2 separate regions of the Callithrix jacchus genome follow, and region 1 is linked to region 2. Evidence: chromatin contacts called from public Hi-C data. All regions are on one chromosome and are shown on one strand. Each heading gives the region's core, a stretch centred on a gene start, on an enhancer-like site or on the middle of the called end of the contact. The rest is flanking DNA. Distances are from core to core; before and after follow the strand shown.

Region 1 (3,537 bases), core at 980-3,479, 350 kb before region 2:
GGTTTTACAGCAGTCTGAGCAGCAAAGTTGGCCACCTCCCTCTGGCATTCACCTTCAGGGCAAGAATCCACAAAGGAGTCGGAGAAGGCATTGTTGGCACCATCATCTTGGTCAGGATTTGGCAGACAGGAACAAATTTCAGCCCAGAGATCCTGGCCAGTTCTTGTGGCTGTAGAGTCAGCACTTTCAAACATTTTCATTTGGAATCTAAGCTATAAAACAGAAACTCAAGTGAGTAAGAACTGGCTTTAAGAATACAGCATAGGCCGGGCGCGGTGGCTCATGCCCCTAATCACAGCACTTTGGGAGGCCAAGGTGGGCAGATCACGAGGTCAAGAGATCGAGACCATCCTGGCCAACATGGTAAAACCCCATCTCTACTAAAAATACAAAAATGAGCCGGGCCTGGTGGCACGCACCTGTGGTCCCAGCTTCTCAGGATGCTGAGGCAGAAGAAACGCTTGAACCCAGGAGGCGGAAGTTGCAGTGAGCCGAGATTGCACCACTGCACTCCAGCCTGGCGACAGAGCAAGGCACTGTCTCGGAAAAAAAAAAAAAAAGGCTGGGCGCCGTGGCTCACGCATGTAATCCCAGCACTCTGGGAGGCCGAGGCGGGTGGATCACGAGGTCAAGAGATTGAGATCATCTCTACTAAAAAAAATTAGCTGGGCATGGTGGTGCGCACCTGTAGTCCCAGCTACTCGGGAGCCTGAGGCAGGAGAATCGCTTGAACCCAGGAGGCGGAGGTTGCAGTGAGCCGAGATCGTGCCATTGCACTCCAGTCTGGGTAACAAGAGCAAAACTCCATCTCAAAAAATAAATAAATAAAATTATAATAATAATACAGCATAAAACAGGGAGAGATGAGTGTAAAAAATAAAAAATAATACAGCATAAGGTTGGGCATGGTATAATCTCAGCCCATAATCCCAGCACAGCACTTTGGGAAGCCAAGGTGGGCAGATCACCAGAGGCCAGTTGTTCGAGACCACCCTGGGAAACATTGCAAAATCCCTAAGTAGTCAAATTCATAGATACACAAAGGACAGTGGAAGCTGGGAGGCAGAAAGAATGGAGAGTTATTGTTGAAGGGGTACAGGATTTCAGTTTGGGAAAATGAAGAAGTTCTAGAGATGGATGGTGGTTATGGTTGTACAACAATGTGAACATCACTGCATCATACACACAAAAATAGTTTAAATGGTCAATTTTATGCTACATATATTTTACCACACACACACACACACACACCCCTAGGGCATTACCAGTGTGGACAACCAGCCTGCACTTTTCTCTAAAAATCTCCAAAATGCAACAGTTCTATCCCCAGTCAATTAAATTCTGTTTTCAACAGAACACAAATTAAAGGTCTTTCACAGTTCCACATACGTGAATATCCTGCTTGGTAAAAAGTGTCACAGAGCACTGTCACAATGCAAGGGCTATGTGCTCAGCGCATGCAGTTCAGCCATATGCCTCATGTTCTTATTTTAATACAAACACTGAAAGATATTTTCATCATGTTACAGATGAAAAAATAAGGCTCAGAAGGGCGACTGCCCCAGGGCATATTACTGATATGTGGGGAATCCTTGACTGGAACCAGATCTGTGCTGCTCCAGAATCCATGTTTTTTTTTTAATTATATCAGCAACTGCATCTGCATAGCATCCATGTTTTTATCAAATACCATCCTGCCTGTTTGGAAAACATAAAGAAAGCAGCCCAAGCAAGGGCAGGTAGGAAAAGCTACGCAAAGAGCCTGGAGGCTTTTGAGGGGACTTAGAGATCTGGAAGGCTGCCTGAGGCAAGGTCTGAATAAGGCCAAGGGACGGAGCCCAGCCAGCGTAAAGGCCCGGAAGTAAAAGGGCCAGATATGCCACAGCGGTCCTGGGTGAATTGATGTCTAGGGCGCCAGTGAACACCCACCCAAAATCGTCTCAAGCCACCCAAAACCAAGACTGCTCACACCAGAGCCCCGCATGCCCCCATACCCCAGCGCAGGGCGTCCAGAACCGCGCAGGAAATTCCGGCGTTCAGACCCCAGGCCTCAGTCGCTCAGATCTCTAGGACTGTCTGGATGGGATGAATCGGGTCCCAAGGCTTCTATGTGGTATTTCGGGGCCGGGCCAGAGTAGGAGATCCAAAACGCTAGGCACCTCAAGCCCAACTCACTCACCACAACAGCTGCCCAGCGAACGCTCGGCTCAGCTCAGTCGCCAGCAGTTCAGAGGAAATTGGGAGGGGCGGAGTCTCCGAGTGACGGAGCCTAGGAGTCCTCCAACTACCTTCCTACCCGACGATGTTCTGTGCGTCGATTGGTCAAGAGGAGCTCGGCGGGTGAAGAAGTGCAGAGCCGCGAGCGGTGGGCGGGGCTCTGGTTGCCCGGAAACGGATTGCCCCTCCCGAGGACCGAGTTGATTCCTTGTAGATCCAAGGTTCCAGCCCCCGCTTGAATAGGGAAGACCAATTTCCAAGATTTTTGACTTCCTGGTCTCCGGAGCCAGTTCACCTCCTTCACAATTATCTCTGCCTGTGTTTGTCTTCCAAAAATTTCACCCCTTCGTTACCCAAGTTAGAGCACTTACGTGGCTTCTTTCCTTACTCTGAGGAGACCCCTGTCTCATCAAATTACGAAGCTTTTCTTCATTCATTTAGTCAATTGACAGCAAACTCCTGCTGTGTTCTAAGCATCGTGTCCATGACGGTTCTAAGCATATGTGTCCATAAGCAAGACACATATGATGTGGTATACGTCCCGGATATCCTTACAGCTTAGTTGTTTAGAACGGGGGTCCGCCATGGAGGCATAAAAGTTTACAAATAACAGTAAAGAGTTACAGACGGCTGGGCGCAATGACTCACGCCTGTAACCCTAGTACTCTGGGAGGGCGAAGCAGGTGGATTACCTGAGATCAAGAGTTCGAGACCAGCCCGGCCAACATGGTGAAACCCCATCTCTACTAAAAATACAAAAATTAGCTGGGCGTGCTGGTGCATGACTATAATCCCTGCTACTCAAGAGACTGACGCAGGAGAATCTCTTGAACACAGGAGGCGGAGTTGCACCACCGCCCCCGGCCTGTAATCTTAACACTTTGGGAAGCCAAGGTGGGTGAATTATGTGAGCCCATTTCGAGACCATCCTAGGCAATGTGGCAAAATCTCGTCTCTACTAAAAATACAAAAATTTAGCCAGTGTGGTGTTTCATGTCTGTAATCTCAGCTACTAGGGAGGCTGTGGTGGGAGGATCACCTGATTTGAGAAGTTGAGGCTGCAGTGAGCCAAGATCATGCCACTGCACTCCAGCCTGGATGATGGGAGTGAGATCTTGTCTCAAATTTTTTTTAACGTTAATTAATTTAAATTTCATTAGCCACATGTAGCTATTGTACAGCACATAGCTAATGGGGACCCTATTGTGTTTTGTTTGTTTTGTTTTGAGATGAAGTCTTGCTCTGTCACACAGGCTGGAGTACAGTGGTGCAATCTCGGCTCACTGGGACTCCGCCCCCCGGGTTCGAGCGTTTCTCCTG
Region 2 (3,716 bases), core at 1,034-3,533:
AGGTGTTCCTGAGACAGGAGCATAGGTGAACCATGATCACACCACTGCACTCCAGCCTGGGTGATAGAGCAAGATCCTATCTCTAAAAAAAGTTCTGAGGGATCCAGAAAGGCTTCAGGGAGGAGGAGGACTTGAGAGAGACTGTCAGATTAAAGTCACATTTAGAGTTTATAAAGCACATGCTCCATGTTGGGCTTTATGCTGAAGCAGTGAGCTTTCACGTGGATCACCTCATTTACTTCTCAACACAGACCTACTAGATGAGGAACCTGAAGCTAAGAGCATCAGCTGTGCAGCATCACAGCTAGCAAGTGGTTGGGCACAGATACAGCTTTCCCTTCGAGATCATATATCATGCACTTGAAGTCTTGGGTCAAATTCAATTGCTTTCATATGGGAATCCTCTCTTTTGCTGCCCTAGCAGTCATTCCTTACCTGTCTCACTGCAACTACCACACTGATTCTGTGGCTCTCAAACAATCCAAAGTCCAGCCTAAGGACTGAAGAATGAGTAGGTAGAGATGTACTGTGGTAATCAGCGCATGAGGGAGAATGTATTGAGTCTACCACAAACAGGGTCCACCCAGAGCCTATCCCATACGTTCCGGAGAGCAGTGGAGCCCAACAAAGGGGTGCTGGGGACCCTGAGGCGGTAGCTGGAAGTACTCTGTGTCCCTGAGGCAGCACTCCTATGGTGATATCCAGCTGCTGATGGGCTCCATGCAGCGGGGACAGCCCTCTGCACAGCCCAGACCTGAGGGCAGATGGAAAGGTGACTTGGGCATGTAGCCTTATACATGGAGCAGGGCAGCTCCCTGTCTGGCATCACTTTTCCTAGGGGAAGCCTCCTGCTCCTTCACGTCCTTCCTGGGACCTGGCAGCCTCAGGTGGGAAGGCTGCATCACGGCTGCAGTCTTGGTCAGGAGAAGCAGGACCTCGGTGTGGAGGGAAGTGAGCCTGGACAGCACACTTGTCACCTGCCCCAGGGCTAGTGCCCCTCCCAGGTCAGAGAACCCAGAGAGCCCTCAGTGGGGCCGGTGAAAGTCACAGTTCTCCGCTCCTGGTCAGGAAGTTGAGCAAGAGTAACTCAACCACCTAAGGTATGGTGCAAACCTGGACACTTCTGAGAGTGAAGGGATGCTCTTAGTTGTTAGGCGGGGGCCACCCGCTAAACCCAGGACGGCGGTGACCCTAGTCGAGAGCCATCCACTTATCATGGGGCCCAGAAGGGAACAGACTCCACCTGGGTCGCCTAGGCAGGTGGGAGAGGAAAACCCAACCACAGTCGCGCCCCAGCCCTCGCTGGTTCCTGGCTGAGAACTCGCCTCTCCGCCTCAGGTTGGGCGGCCCCCATCTTCTCTCCCGCCCCCCACTTGTCCCTCCTTCTTGCTAGGCTTGGCAGGTAATTGTTCCCCGCTCCTCCATGCTCTCACGGAGCCGTGGCCACGTCGCTGGCTACGCTCCATCAGGCCAGAGAGGTTTTCGGTCTTGTTCTCTGTCACGTCCCCAGAGCCTGGCAGAGTGCCTGGCACAGAATGGATGCTCATTCGCGGAGCGAGCGCTTGAAGGATAATCCATCACTTGCTTTTCTAGTATGAATGGTCTACTTACGGGTCCAGCGTCCCTGCTGGCTCACGACCTTTACAAGGGCGGGGAAGGGCTATCCTCATCTCTGTGACCCCAGTGCTCCGCCCAAGGCCTGGCACCGAGTAAGTGTTCAACCACATTTTGGTGAATGAGTGGATGGAAGCGACCCAGCAACCCTGAGCCAAGGAGCCACTGTGGGGACGGTCACGGCGGTTCCTGGCACAGGGCTTCCTGCTGGCCTGGCCACCAGCTCTGCGGACTTCTGGAAGCTGGGGGGGTGGGGGCTCTGGGTGAGGGGAAGAGAGGCCAAGACTTCTCTGCGTGTCCTTGTGACGGTGGGACCCAGACAGCGATGGGATTGAGGAGCGGGCGGTTCCCCGAGGCTGTTCAGAGAGGCGGGAGCGGGCGGTGGTCAGGGAGACTGGACAGACCTCTGAGGGAGCGGAGCCTGGGCGCGAAAGCCAGGGCTGGGAGGCGCGGGGCGGGTGGGGCAGGCGGGCTGAGAAAGCCGGGATTGCCCCCTGGTGTCGAAGCCCGGAACTGCAGCAGTGTGTTGGGGGCGGGGCTTGTGTTCAGCAGCACCCGCCCGGCGCCCGCCCGCAGCTCTCCTCTCACCTCCTGCTGGCGGGCTCGGCTACGCAGTGCGCCCGCGTGCGTGGGGCTCTGAGAACCCGGAAGTTACGTTTTAGGCCCGCGTCACGGGGGCGGGAGTCAGCTGAGCTGCTGGGGCGAGGTTACGAACCCCTGGGACCGGCTGAAGGGAGCCTGTGATCTCTTGGGCGGGGGAGATCAAGGCTACGCTAGATTCAAGGGCGAGGGCTGCCCGGTTATCTCGCTGCATGAGGCAAGAGCAAGAGGATCCTCAGGATTTTAAAGAGGAGGCGGTTGCAGGTTCCCAGGTTCCGTCAGAGGCTGGGGAGTCACAACTTCCATTCTGGGGCGACGGGGACCCCAGGAGGGGAGCCCTGTTGTAGTCCTCAGGCCCCGGAAAGGGCCCAGAGGCCGGGCACTATGGCGTCCATCCTGGATGAGTACGAGAACTCGCTGTCCCGATCGACCGTCTTGCAGCCAGGCTGCCCTAGCGTGGGCATCCCCCACTCGGGTAAGGAAGAGGAGTCTGCCCCTCCTCCTTTCGGCTCTCCTAGCATTTGCCTGGGAGCAGCTGGGAGGGCAGCTCAAGAGCTCAGGGTCATCCCCTGGGCCATGCCTTCCGGATCTAGGCCCCTGATTCTCCTCAGGCTCTCCTGGCCCCCAGCTGGTGGATAGTCCAAGTTTAAAAGAGCAAAGGGACCAGCCGCATGATCTAGGCCCTACCGCTAGGGTCCTTTTAAGAGGGAACTGAGGCCCAGATAAGGAAGTACTCACTTACAGCGCACAGTTGGGCTGTTGAGAGAACTGAGAATGGGCTCCCGGCTTCTGGTGCTTTTCCCACCAGGCCCCTTCTGGAGGTGGGAGGAAAGGAATGGGCAAAGAAACTGGTGAAGGGGGAATGTTGCCGACGAGGAAGGGAGCGTCCCAGAGGGAATTTTGTCGCTGAACAGGGAAAAATGGAGATGAAGTCTTTTTGGCCTTGACTATAGCTGGGTGCAGCCTGGAGTTTCAGGGACATTTTTATAGAAAGCAGTGAGTCTCCAGGAGAATGAAGGCATAGGAAGCGCTGGGGGACTGTTCCAGTGAGTGGTATTGACGAATTGCAGCTGCTTTCACTCTAGTCTTTACCCTCATTCAATGCTCAAAATATCCCAGCACTTGCCAACTCTGCACTGAGGCTCCTTACCGCATGGGCAGGGATGGGGGCAGAGAATGGAGCTACACTACTTCAGTTAAGCTGGGATTGCTGGGCCAAAGACTGATAAGGGAAAATGCCCAGACCGCCAGTTGCATCCCACCCCCACTAAGCCCCATTACCAGTGAGAGCAGGTACATCATTGCTGTGACAGCATCTCAAGGGTTCAAAGAATCAACTCCTCACTGCTGTCAGCGTGTGGAAAGAGCCCCAGTCCTCTAGTGTAAAGGTGACCAGCAAACTACTAGATATCAAACTATTTGTTAACCAAGGTTCTGGGGTAGGAATGTCAGGAACGTGGCGAGGAGCACTGTTTTGTTTTTTCTGCCTCTCCGTGCACTTC

What was found. A called contact is a pair of places that touch in the nucleus more often than the background predicts.
Region 1: a contact with region 2 is called in a Hi-C map of skeletal muscle, with 4 times the contacts expected there. The contact joins the promoter of CCDC32 here to the promoter of VPS18 in region 2. A contact is called at or near these places in 2 of 3 Hi-C or Micro-C datasets (both in skeletal muscle).

What each region holds. Positions count from the first base shown.
Region 1 is chr8:46,017,326-46,020,862 of calJac240_pri, reverse strand. It overlaps CCDC32 (coiled-coil domain containing 32), which reads right to left and starts at 2,229. Exons shown (of 4, transcript XM_009005550.6): 1 at 1,995-2,229; 2 at 1-212. The coding sequence starts at 200.
Region 2 is chr8:45,665,948-45,669,663 of calJac240_pri, reverse strand. It overlaps VPS18 (VPS18 core subunit of CORVET and HOPS complexes), which reads left to right and starts at 2,283. Exons shown (of 5, transcript XM_009005538.4): 1 at 2,283-2,689. The coding sequence starts at 2,599.